Regions from separate parts of the Triticum aestivum genome. Here region 1 is linked to region 2. The links are chromatin contacts, called in public HiCAR-type maps. All regions are on one chromosome and are shown on one strand. Each heading gives the region's core, a stretch centred on a gene start, on an enhancer-like site or on the middle of the called end of the contact. The rest is flanking DNA. Distances are from core to core; before and after follow the strand shown.

Region 1 (5,397 bases), core at 2,078-4,577, 520 kb after region 2:
TACTCGCTATAGCACCATACCTATGAACCCTAATAAATTTATTGGAAGAGCTCTATCAGGGAAGTTTTTTGTTGCTCTGCTGGAGGTGCTCTGATGTCCCGTAGATGTGAACTTTGTTCCTTGCCTATGAAACCAAAAATTTAAGAGAAATACACTACATATTTGATGTGCCTGACAGCCCATCAAGATTATTACCCTTTCGTTTTACATGAGGCCCATAGATAGGAGGGAATGCTGCTAGGAGTTGCATCTAAGCAAGCTTATCCGAAGGTAGTTGTCTGGTTCACTAGAATCTTAGAAGTATAGGAGTATAGAGACCAATGAACTTTATGAACTGGACTTGTGTGGTCTAGACGAAGAGAATAAGAGTTGCAACCTAACGCTCCTTAACACTTTGCACTAATGAAGCACAACTTGACTTATCAAACAAGTACTTCTACAATCTGGCATCAAGTAGGGCACAACTTGTCTAATTGACAGGTGATGCTAGAATGGATGCCTGTTTCAGTTCATGCAAATCTACTTGGCTTGGCCCAAAGTGCGAAAATATCGGTGGACATAATAGTCTAAGGACCACAACAAATGTCGTTTGTCCGCGAGTGAACACCATGTTCCCTTTTTAACGTTCGCTATAGCGATTGTTCACGTGAACCCTCGGCTGACTTATGAAGCACCAAGGAAAAAATGAGGTGGCCCACTTACCTCATTATTTTTAAAATGCTATAAAAATACAAAAAACAACGCATAAAAGGCAGACAAACAAAAATTTACAATTGCCATGCTAAAACTTTATAAAACTTCCATCCTCTAATTTAAAATTTAACCATGGTATATTTGAAAGCAAAATATGGCATGGTATCTACAAAAACTAAAATTGCCATGCTCTAACGTGCAAAAAAACATAATTGATTCGATGGCAACTTCAATAGGAAAAATGTTTTATCTAGATAAGTCCAATAATATTATCATGGTCCAAAGATGATGAAAAATTGTATAAGGCACGGAAAATTGTGAAGAGTCTAATTAGCAAAATTATCATGGTGTAAAGTTCTAAATAATTGCCATTGTCTAATTAATAAATTTTCCGAGGTCTAATTAATAAAATTATCATGATGTAAATAATAAATTACCATTGTATAATTAATTAAATTAACATGGTGTAAATGAGAAAAATTGCCATGGTCTAACTGAAATAATTGCCATTGTCTAATTAATATATTTTCCAAGGTCTAATTAATAAAATTATCATGATGTAAATAACAAATTACGATTGCATAATTAATTAAATTGACAAGGTGTAAATGAGAAAAATTGCCATGGTCTAACTGAAAAAATTGGCACGGTCTAAATAGAATGAAATTGCCACGCAATCTACAAAAATTGCCCATGGTCTAAATAATTAAAATTATCATGGACTAATTTAAAAAATGCCCAACATCTAAATCATGAATTGGCATGCTACCTATAATAAAAATGCACAAAGAAAATGTTGTAAATTTCTCCTCTAAAAACATGAAAACTTTGAGATTTTTTAATGGGCACATGCCAAAAAATTAAAAAATGCATATGAAAAGTTTTGAAAATTGTTCTCCAAAAAATATGGCAGCTTTTTGGATTGTGTCGTGGGCACATGACAAAAATTAGGAATTCTGGATCTTTCAAAACATGGAAAACTTTTGAAAAAAAATTCAACTGAAAATTTCAAAATGAAAATCAGATTCAAAACATCTTAGCCCGCCCCTCCTTCATTCAGGAGGTCACCGGATTGAGCCACCACTCACGCGCCTTTGCCATAATTTTTGTGTGGGGAGAATAAAGGAGGGGATGTTCGACAAGAAGCTGGTTATAGCGATCGATTCTGAGAACCGACGTAACAGCAGCCTTGCGTTGTGATTCGTGCCAGGATATCAAACGACAACCAACACAATTGCTGAGAGAATGTTATCATTTCCATAGTCTAAAGTATAATATTTGAATACACATGGTTCAAAATACAACTAGTGATAAAATACCATGTCCAAAAATTTCCACGATAATCCTCTATAACACTAAGCTCTCTAGTTTTAAAGAGCCCACATTCAATTGATATCTCCAATTATAATTGGGTCATCCGACTTTGACCGGATCAACAATTTCTTCAAGCTCTCTCATTCAAATATTTTATACTATACACTATGCTTCCTAATTTTTAAGGCTCACAATTAATTTTCTATAATCCTAATCTCCCTAGTTTTAAAGAGTCCACATTCAATTGAGGTCTCCAATTATAATTGGGTCATCCGATTTTGACCGGCTCAACAATTTCTTCAAGCTCTCTCATTCAATTATTTTATAATATACACTATGCTTCCTGATTTTTAACGCTCACATTTAATTGATGTATTCAATTTAAAATCATGACATCCGATTTTGACCGGGTCAACAATTTCTCGAGCTCTCCCATTCAATTTTTTTAATTCACTATGTTCTCTAATTTTGAAACTCTTTCATTCAATTGAGATATTTAATTTTGCATTTGGTTTACGATTTTGACCGGGCCAACGATTTTTCAAATCAACGGGCGACAACCAGCCTATAAAAACATATCAATCCCGCGCACCCTCCCAGCACCTAGAAAAAAGAAGCGTCGCCATGTGATATTGTAGCACCAATATGTTATATGCAACTACCGGTCCAAAAATTTCTTCACATAAATATAGGTTGGTTAGCGGATAACATAGAATCACATCACGAAAGGTGCACCAAATCAATGCATTATAAAAGAAACATGTTCTATTACTTCCCCGCCCACCAAACTAAATATTCAACCAATTCCAAAATATAAGGGGTATTAGTTTTTCAGAAAGTCAAATTTCTTTAACTTTGGTCAAGTTCAGAGCAAAACTATCAACATCCATAATATTAAACAAAATGACTATGAAAATTCATTTCATGATGAATTTAAAAATATTGATTCGATATTATGGATTTTGATAAATTTATCTATAAATTTGATCAAACTTAGAAGGTTTGTCTTTTTAGAAAAGTAATACACCTTATATTTTGAAATATAGTGTTTTTTTAAGAAATCCAACAACGCCAACGGCGCGGCAAAACGCGCGCAACCCTTTTAGTAGTAATACCATGTCTGAAAAGTAGCTTTTAGTGCCAATTGAAATCTAGCGCTCAAACTTGGAAATCCATCCTAATAATTGTTTTTTAGTTGGAACTCTTTTTTTTTATGGAAAGTTGGAACTATTGAAATACATGGCACCAGTTCGATAATACTCGTAGTCCTTTTGTTTTTTGCGAGAAGATAAGACTCACAGTCCGTAGGTCAATATAAAGGCTGGTTATAGGAAGAATCGGAGCAGCAGCCTTGTTTGGAAGAGACAGCTACACCGGCAGCAACCAGGAAGACATCCTCTATCTGCTATCCCAAAGCTCACGGTATCTAATGCCCCTATCGCTATTATCTCTTCCTTGTTCTTGTTCCTATTTTCTTTCTTGTTAGATAGATATGTATGCCTTTATTATGTCTTTCCATTCTCTGGTAGAATTCCTCGCTTTCCAATAGACAAGAGTCACTGGGCGAGTTCTTTTTAATTATACTGCCCACCAACTCGTCGACCCGACATTTCTGCTCAACTCACCGGAAAATGGCCATGCCGATGCCGCCACCGCCGCCCGCAGGCATGCCTCCGATGGGGCCGATGGGTCCGATGGGGCCGATGGGGCCGATGGGACCGATGGGTCCGCCGCCGGCAGCCGACATGGCTGGGATGGGGACGATGCCAGTGATGCACGCGGCCTTCTTCTGGGGGCACCGAGCGCAGGTACTCTTCCGCGACTGGCCCGGAGACCGTGCCGGCGCAGGTATGTACGTCCTCTGCCTCTTCATCGTCCTCACGCTCGCCGCGCTCGTGGAGGCCCTCTCCGCGGCGTCGAGGGGGGTCTCCAGCCGCCGGCCGGCCGTGGTGCTGGCGCTCACGGGGCTCCACGCGGTGAAGATGGCGCTGGCCTACCTGGTGATGCTGGCTGTCATGTCGTTCAACGTCGGCGTCCTCCTCGCTGCCGTCGCCGGACACGCGATCGGGTTCCTCCTCGCGCGGAGCGCCGTGTTCCGCCAAGCGACTCCGGGTGACGCGCCACAGAACGGTGCTCTCGTTCCCTCGGAGGCTGAGCCCAAACCTTAAGCTGACATGATTAGATGCTGGAAATTGTTTTATTAAGACCCGGATGGATACTGAATATGGGAAGTATATGTACGGAGTACATTCTAGAAAATAGATTATTCTAGTACTCCTCCTCCTTGGTTCGACATAACTTTATAAAAAACACAACCTGACGGAATTCTCAAATTTAATTTTTCAAACGAATTAGACCCCACATGGAGGTCTCTCCCTCATGATTGACAAGGATGAGGGTGAAGGGGCAACGCACACACATGATTTCGAAAAGTCCGGTGTTCTGATCCGCCTCCCGGAACAAGAGGCAGAGAGCTTCTGGAGATGCACCGACAACCGCGAGATCAATATATATGTTTGAACTATGTTTAAAATTTGTATTATTAAGTGCAAACAATTTGTATTCGTGTGCACAAAACTATGTTTGGCCAAAATGATCGACGCAAATGTCTTGAAAATAGGAGCTGTGGTTGCAAATAACAAGATTTGATGCCCGTTGTCCGCGGGCGCGTCTGCAGATATTATGTCTCGGATTAGCTACCTATGGTTGTAGATGCTTTTCTGTTTCTAATTGGGCACCAGATTCTATTCTTGATAAGCAGGCACCAGGTCGTACAATATGTTGAATATTGCTCCAGTGCGAGTTACATCTATAGTTGCACACTGTATCATAGTTTTGTGGAGTTCCTATGCTTCTGTAGATGGATTTTGTCGCTGCTTTTCAGAATTCATCAAATTTTCCACATGACGTATAATATAATAAGCACTGTTACAAATTCGCTGATTTAACACGGTTGACAGCTAGAGCACAAGGCCAAAAGAAACTCTTTTACCGGAGTTGGAGAACAATAAATGTAGGCACAAGGCCAGAAAGAGGAGGGGCACTCAGCTACTTCTACAGCTAACTACAACTCCCGTCAGTTTAACCAGACTGACTCAAATTCACGGTATAATCATCAGAAGGCAAAAATAAGTGACATCCTGTTTAGATATCGCACGAGCTGCTCCAATTTGCATGTCTATGTTCTTCATGCAGACACTTCATAACATGCCAACAATGCCATATAGATATATAACAAAAGGATAGATGATGAGTTAAATATCCTGCTGCAGTTCTTCACATTCATGTGTCATCCCGGATGCCGCGCCACCTACACAAGCGCCTCGTCCAACTCAGAGTCACCGTGCTGCCTCAAGGCGATGTGAAGAACCAACTGGATAACAGCGCAGG
Region 2 (5,344 bases), core at 1,087-3,586:
TTGGGCCCGGGGTCTAGCCCAGCAAGCACTGTACGCAACCACGGAAGAGGTGGTCTCGTCCTCCGTCCTCCCAGTTTCCTTCGACCCGCGAGGAGCGGCCTCGACCTAACTCGTGCAACGAGCGGCTGCGAACTGGCTCTACTGCTTCCCGGCCAGCCGTCCCTCCCCTCGCACCGGTGCAGTGGTGCTCCCCTCCCGGCTCCCTGCTCCCCGCTCCCCAACGCGTGCCGTGGAGGCCGCCTCTCCTGCGCCGCCGGGGCGTCGCCCCGCCCTTCTGGACAGATTGCTCCGGGCGACTATTGTGTTGACCAGTTTGATTATATGATGGTGAAAACTCGAACACCTTTCTGAAGATTTATTCTTCATACATTCAATGCATTTGCTGGTTCAGACTTCAAACTGATGTGGACACAACGATGTCTAAGATCCGCTCAATTTTTCTGCTTCAAATTGAAACAGATTTAATGTATTCAGTATATGTTCATTTTCTTCACAGGAGCTGTTTGCTTGACCTTGTGCACGGTACCAAAAAGCTGCAGCAGCAGAATTTTTCGTCCGAGGAAATCAATACACTTGAGAAGAACTTCTGACATATTTCTTTCAGGTAAAGCATTACTAATATGTTAAGTACACAAGTGAAGTTTGTTTTCTTTTGACAAAAAGGGTGTAATGCAAAAGGTTAATTCATACTATGTAGCATGTAGCTTTACAGATTTAAGGATCCATAAGCATTGGGTTTCAATTCTAGATCGATTGTGCAATTGAGCCATATTGTATGCTTTCACATGTGGTATTTTTTTGCGTAGATATGAGGTACTTTGAGGGTAGTTATAGGCGGTAAAGATTTTCAATCTCGCCAATATTTTTTGGGCCCGGGTTTTGCTCCAATCCTGGCTCCGCCACTGGACATGCCCAAAGCTCAAACTACAAAATTTGCTATGCCCCGTTGCTTGCGAAGCAACTGTGTAAAATGTCAACAACCATAGAGTTCAGGCAATGTATTATTTTAGGCGAGGGTTCATGAAATTTGGAACTACAATCCAACACTTTGATCATGTACCACGAAATCAACTATAAATTGGGCCAGCAGAAGCACCCGAACAATCGAAACCAGCATACAACTAAATTCTCGTCCTCAGTTGCACAATGTGATACTGTTCCAAGCTCGGAAGAAAGATTTCCTGTTTAATTTTGTCTTCGGTTGCACAATGTCACATCGTTTGCAAGAAACATTTTGTGTTTAACTCTAGCAGTACAGTAGAATCAGCATGGGCATAAGCAAGCAAACATTACATCCATTACCTTTTGGAGAAGCTGCTTCTTTCACTTCTTGTCACGCTGCTTCTTCGCTGTGAAGCGGTAGACCACCGGACCATGGCGCCAGCCTTCGGGGGGTGGATCCTTGTGCAAAACCTCAATGTCGAACACCTTCCTGGCCTTCCCGAAGAATTTCTTATCCGTGCGTTTCCACCTCCTCATGTGCGCCATCAGGAACACCACATCCCCCTTCACGAAGAACCGCAGCGTCTCTATCAGGGGGTCGACCAACTCCTCGTAGTAGACCACGTCCGACGCCACGACGAGGTCAAACCGAGACGCCGGCGCTGGGGCCACCACGGCCCCCATCGCGGCGGCATCGCCCCAGGGGAGCGGCACGACGGAGACGGAGCCACCGCGGGAGTCGAGGAGGGGCGCGTTGAGGGAGGCGTTGTGGCGGAGATTGGGGAGCGCGGCGGGGAGGTCGGAGAGGACGGTGTGCGCCGGGAGGGCCGCCGCCAGGGCGAGGCCCGCGGCGCCGGTCCCGGAGCCGAGCTCCATGATGCTGAGCGGGCAGTGGGCGGTGGGCGGGCGCGGGAGGAGATGCGGGGAGGCTGGGAGGAAGCGGAGGAGCGTGGTGGCGGAGGGCCAGAGCTGGAAGGTGAGCCCGAGGGAAGGGATGGTGCGGACGGTGATGGGGGACGGAAGCGCGGGGAGGTGGAATTGGTGGAGCTGCCCCTCGGATGAGGGGGCGGCGGCGGCGGCGGCGGAAGCGGGGAGGAGGTTTGGGAGGAGGAGTCGGAGATCCTCGGAGTCGGAGTCGGAGTCGGAAGCAGAGGATATGGCGGGTGTGTTGGAGGGAGATGCGTTGGTGGCGTCGGAAACAGAGACGTTGGACGAACATGCGGCGGCGGCGGTGGCTGTGGCGGCGGCCGCCATTATAGTGGTCGAACAGAGTTTTTTTTTTTGAAATGCGAACAGAGTTTGTTGGTTGCCCGTTTGGGCGGTTTTGCTAAAACTCAGCTATCACAGCCATTGGATTAATAAATAGCATCACGATGTGTGCAGGTTGCAGCTGAGGCCCGTGGCAGCCTGTTTCGTCTTTTGTTTTGTTCATTGTTTGACACGATTTAGTATCCTGTCCCGGCCCGTCTCAGCCTCCCGTCGTGTCTTTTCTGAAATCAAACAAGGTCCGGATTCTCTAACCCTCCAGATGTCGGTCAAGTCTAACCCTCTTTACCTGCACAATATATATGCAGGAGGAGTCGAGCTGCAGCTCTCCAAGCGAGCTACGAAGGGCATCCAACTGATCGATACCTTTTATTCAAGAGAAAAGGCAACAGATTGATACATCGACAAGGAAAAAAGAGAGAACCAAGGAGATCGAGGAAAGCAGATAATGGCCGACCTCGAGAACGCTATCGACGAGGGCCTCCTTGCGACGGCGGAGCCTGACGAGGAGTCTATCCGCCGTTTCCAGCGCAAAGTCTTAGGCTTGGTGGGCCTCGTGAGTAGCGCCATGTTCGCGGTCGAGTGGGTGGTGTGTCTCTATTTCGCCTTAACAAGGAATCCGACCCTTCCCGTTCTGGGGCGTCGCTTACGTCCTCGGGATTTCAGCCTTGACCGTTGGAGGCTCATTTTACTCCGTCAGACATTTTTTTTGGAAAATTGTTTGTGAAATTTGTAGCCGTGAGAATGTAGACATTAGACTCGTATAAATAGGTTGCCCTAATTCTGTGTATCAGCGTTCACATGCAATGCCAAACTGTTGGCTTTAGTTGCACTCATATGTGTTGAATGTCATATATATTCGACTTGTTTTGATGATTTTTTTAATTTCTAAGGGCAACTTTAACTGACCCCCTATAACTAGTTAGAGGAGTAAACATTCGGTTTTACTCTTCTAACCGCACCTAACCGATCCCCAATAGCTGATGGCGGGGATAAATTATTATCCTCACTCGCCTCCGCCGTCCCTAGTTTTACTCGGCGCTCGGGCTTGGAGGAAAAACTCTCCTCCACTCTGTTGTCTCCCCCGCCGTGCTCCCGTGCCGCATCTACGCCGGTGCCGTCGTGCCCAACCCCCGTCGGCCACCGCTCGCCACCGCGCACACCTGTAGGCTCCGCTGTTGTCCTTGACCGCCCGGATTTGGGCCTCTCCTGCCCCGTCGCTCACGCACAACCAATAAATCTGAGGCTGCCGCCGTCGCCGCCAGATTTGACGCACCTGGCTGCCCGGTGCGCCTTTGCTATGAATTGGCTGAGTATGAGACCATACAGCCCCGACAATGCCTCCACACCACATGCAAGTATTGAATCGGCCTCTAGCCGCTCGGATCTCTACCGTCGATGGTTCACCAGCAGAGAAACGCTCGGCCGTCGCCCGGGGTGCGGCGACTGCCTGTGGCAGGTGGTGCGTCGAGTTTCCACCACACCGGAACATCCTGGATGGGTGTTATTCAAGTGTAAAAAAGATGGGGTATGTACTTCTTTGGATTTGGTTGTTCACCAGATTCGGCGCAATTCCGGTAGCTCATTGTTTGCTCAAATTTGTGTGGATGAATGCAAGTATTGATATTGGGAAGAAGATTACGTTGATCTATTGATACCATGGAATTTGTTAGATGCTCGTGCACTCGTTGCTAGAATAGAGGCTAGAGATGAGACTATCACTACAAAAAAATACACTTCTATGATGATACGTGTTTGTCACAATAGGTCACGTTTTCTGTCATGCATGTACATCCATGACGATTTTATGACAGAATCAAGATAGTCATACATGTGCTGTCGTAGAAGTGTTCCATGACATTACCAAAATTATCATTACGGTAGTGTCCACTTCCATGACGATAAATCACGCGTCATAGAAATTCTTTCGTCAAGGGTGACCGACACGTGGCATCCACCGTAATGTGTCGTTGTCAAGCTATCGGGTTCCGGCTTGGATCAGATAACCCGTTAACAGCCCAGACCAATGGGGATTTTCCATGTGTAAAATTATCATTGGCTGGAGAAAACACGTGGCGGCTCACCGTTGGGACATATGTCATCCACTCATTGGACAGAATGCGCCAATGATACATCGACACGTGGCACGGCCTAACAGAGGCCCATTCTTGTGAAAAGGCCGGCCAGTTTGATTTGGTCAAAAGATAGCGGGCCGGCCCACGGAAAGCCTGTTAATAGCCTGTTCGCACATAGCCCATTTACAGCCCGCTAACCTAGGGCCCGTTACGGCCTATCCGAATTAGGTCCAGTAGCGTCATCTGGTCCGTCCAATATGATTCTAGCCCGTTGTAACTTCCCACCCATGTCTGGCCCATGACGTCTTTCGGCCCATATGAGGCACTTTGTAACTCTTGGCCCATTAACGGCCCGTGGCGAAACTGGCCCGTAATGAACAGTATATCGCTTTATACCCATTAGTGGTCCATTATTCTATTGGGCCGTTTTCAAGCCCGTGTTATCTTTCGACCTTCTCAGTGCTCATTTATTCTTGGGCTCATTTTCAGCATCCGGTTACTTATGGGTTGTTAATGACCTTTTCTGATTATGGGCCAAATTCAGTCCGTGGTTACAATCGGCTCGTTTGTGGCCCGTTAATCTGTTGAGACATTTTCATAGCGTCATCAAATACGACCAATTAACGACGGCCCATTATGGTCGGCTCATGAACGGACAATTCCAACTCTAGCCTGTTTAAGGCCCATAACGCGGTCCATTATTGGCCCATGTTTGGCCAATCGATCATACGGCTCGTAGAAGGCCCATTGATGCTACTCCCCGTAGAAGGCCCATTGTTTCTACGGCCCGCAGGAGGTCCAGGGTCACTACAGTAAATATGTAGCCCATGGTTATTGTGGCCTAGTTTTAAAAATAGGTTATTGCGGCCACTAGCAAACGGCAGAAAAAGAACTAAACTGACTACAAGCAAACAAATAAACAAGACAACAAGGAAATAAATAAGCAAGCAACTTACGCTAGGCTATCACGACTATTACACATATTACATCCACTGGGCATCAAAGTTCGCCACCAGTGCAAATATAGGGAACAAAGCAGCATATCACAAACACTGGTTGTC

What was found. HiCAR-type assays count read pairs that join an accessible place to other places.
Region 1: a HiCAR-type map of leaf shows a contact between it and region 2, with 9 times the contacts expected there. The contact joins the promoter of LOC123188205 here to the promoter of LOC123188202 in region 2. A contact is called at or near these places in 4 of 5 Hi-C or Micro-C datasets (leaf, root and an unstated tissue) and 1 of 1 datasets of contacts at active chromatin or transcription factors (leaf).

The regions. Positions count from the first base shown.
Region 1 is chr2A:176,117,709-176,123,105 of IWGSC CS RefSeq v2.1, forward strand. It overlaps LOC123188205 (copper transporter 4), which reads left to right and starts at 3,328. Exons shown (of 3, transcript XM_044600243.1): 1 at 3,328-3,429; 2 at 3,673-5,113; 3 at 5,280-5,397. The coding sequence starts at 3,675. The coding sequence ends at 4,175. It overlaps LOC123188206 (a long non-coding RNA gene), which reads right to left. Exons shown (of 3, transcript XR_006494370.1): 3 at 4,986-5,397.
Region 2 is chr2A:175,596,523-175,601,866 of IWGSC CS RefSeq v2.1, forward strand. LOC123188202 (protein N-lysine methyltransferase METTL21A) reads right to left here and starts at 2,337. Exons shown (of 1, transcript XM_044600240.1): 1 at 1,117-2,337. The coding sequence starts at 2,196. The coding sequence ends at 1,324. LOC123188204 (a long non-coding RNA gene) reads left to right here. Exons shown (of 3, transcript XR_006494368.1): 1 at 1-327; 2 at 497-604; 3 at 2,517-3,064.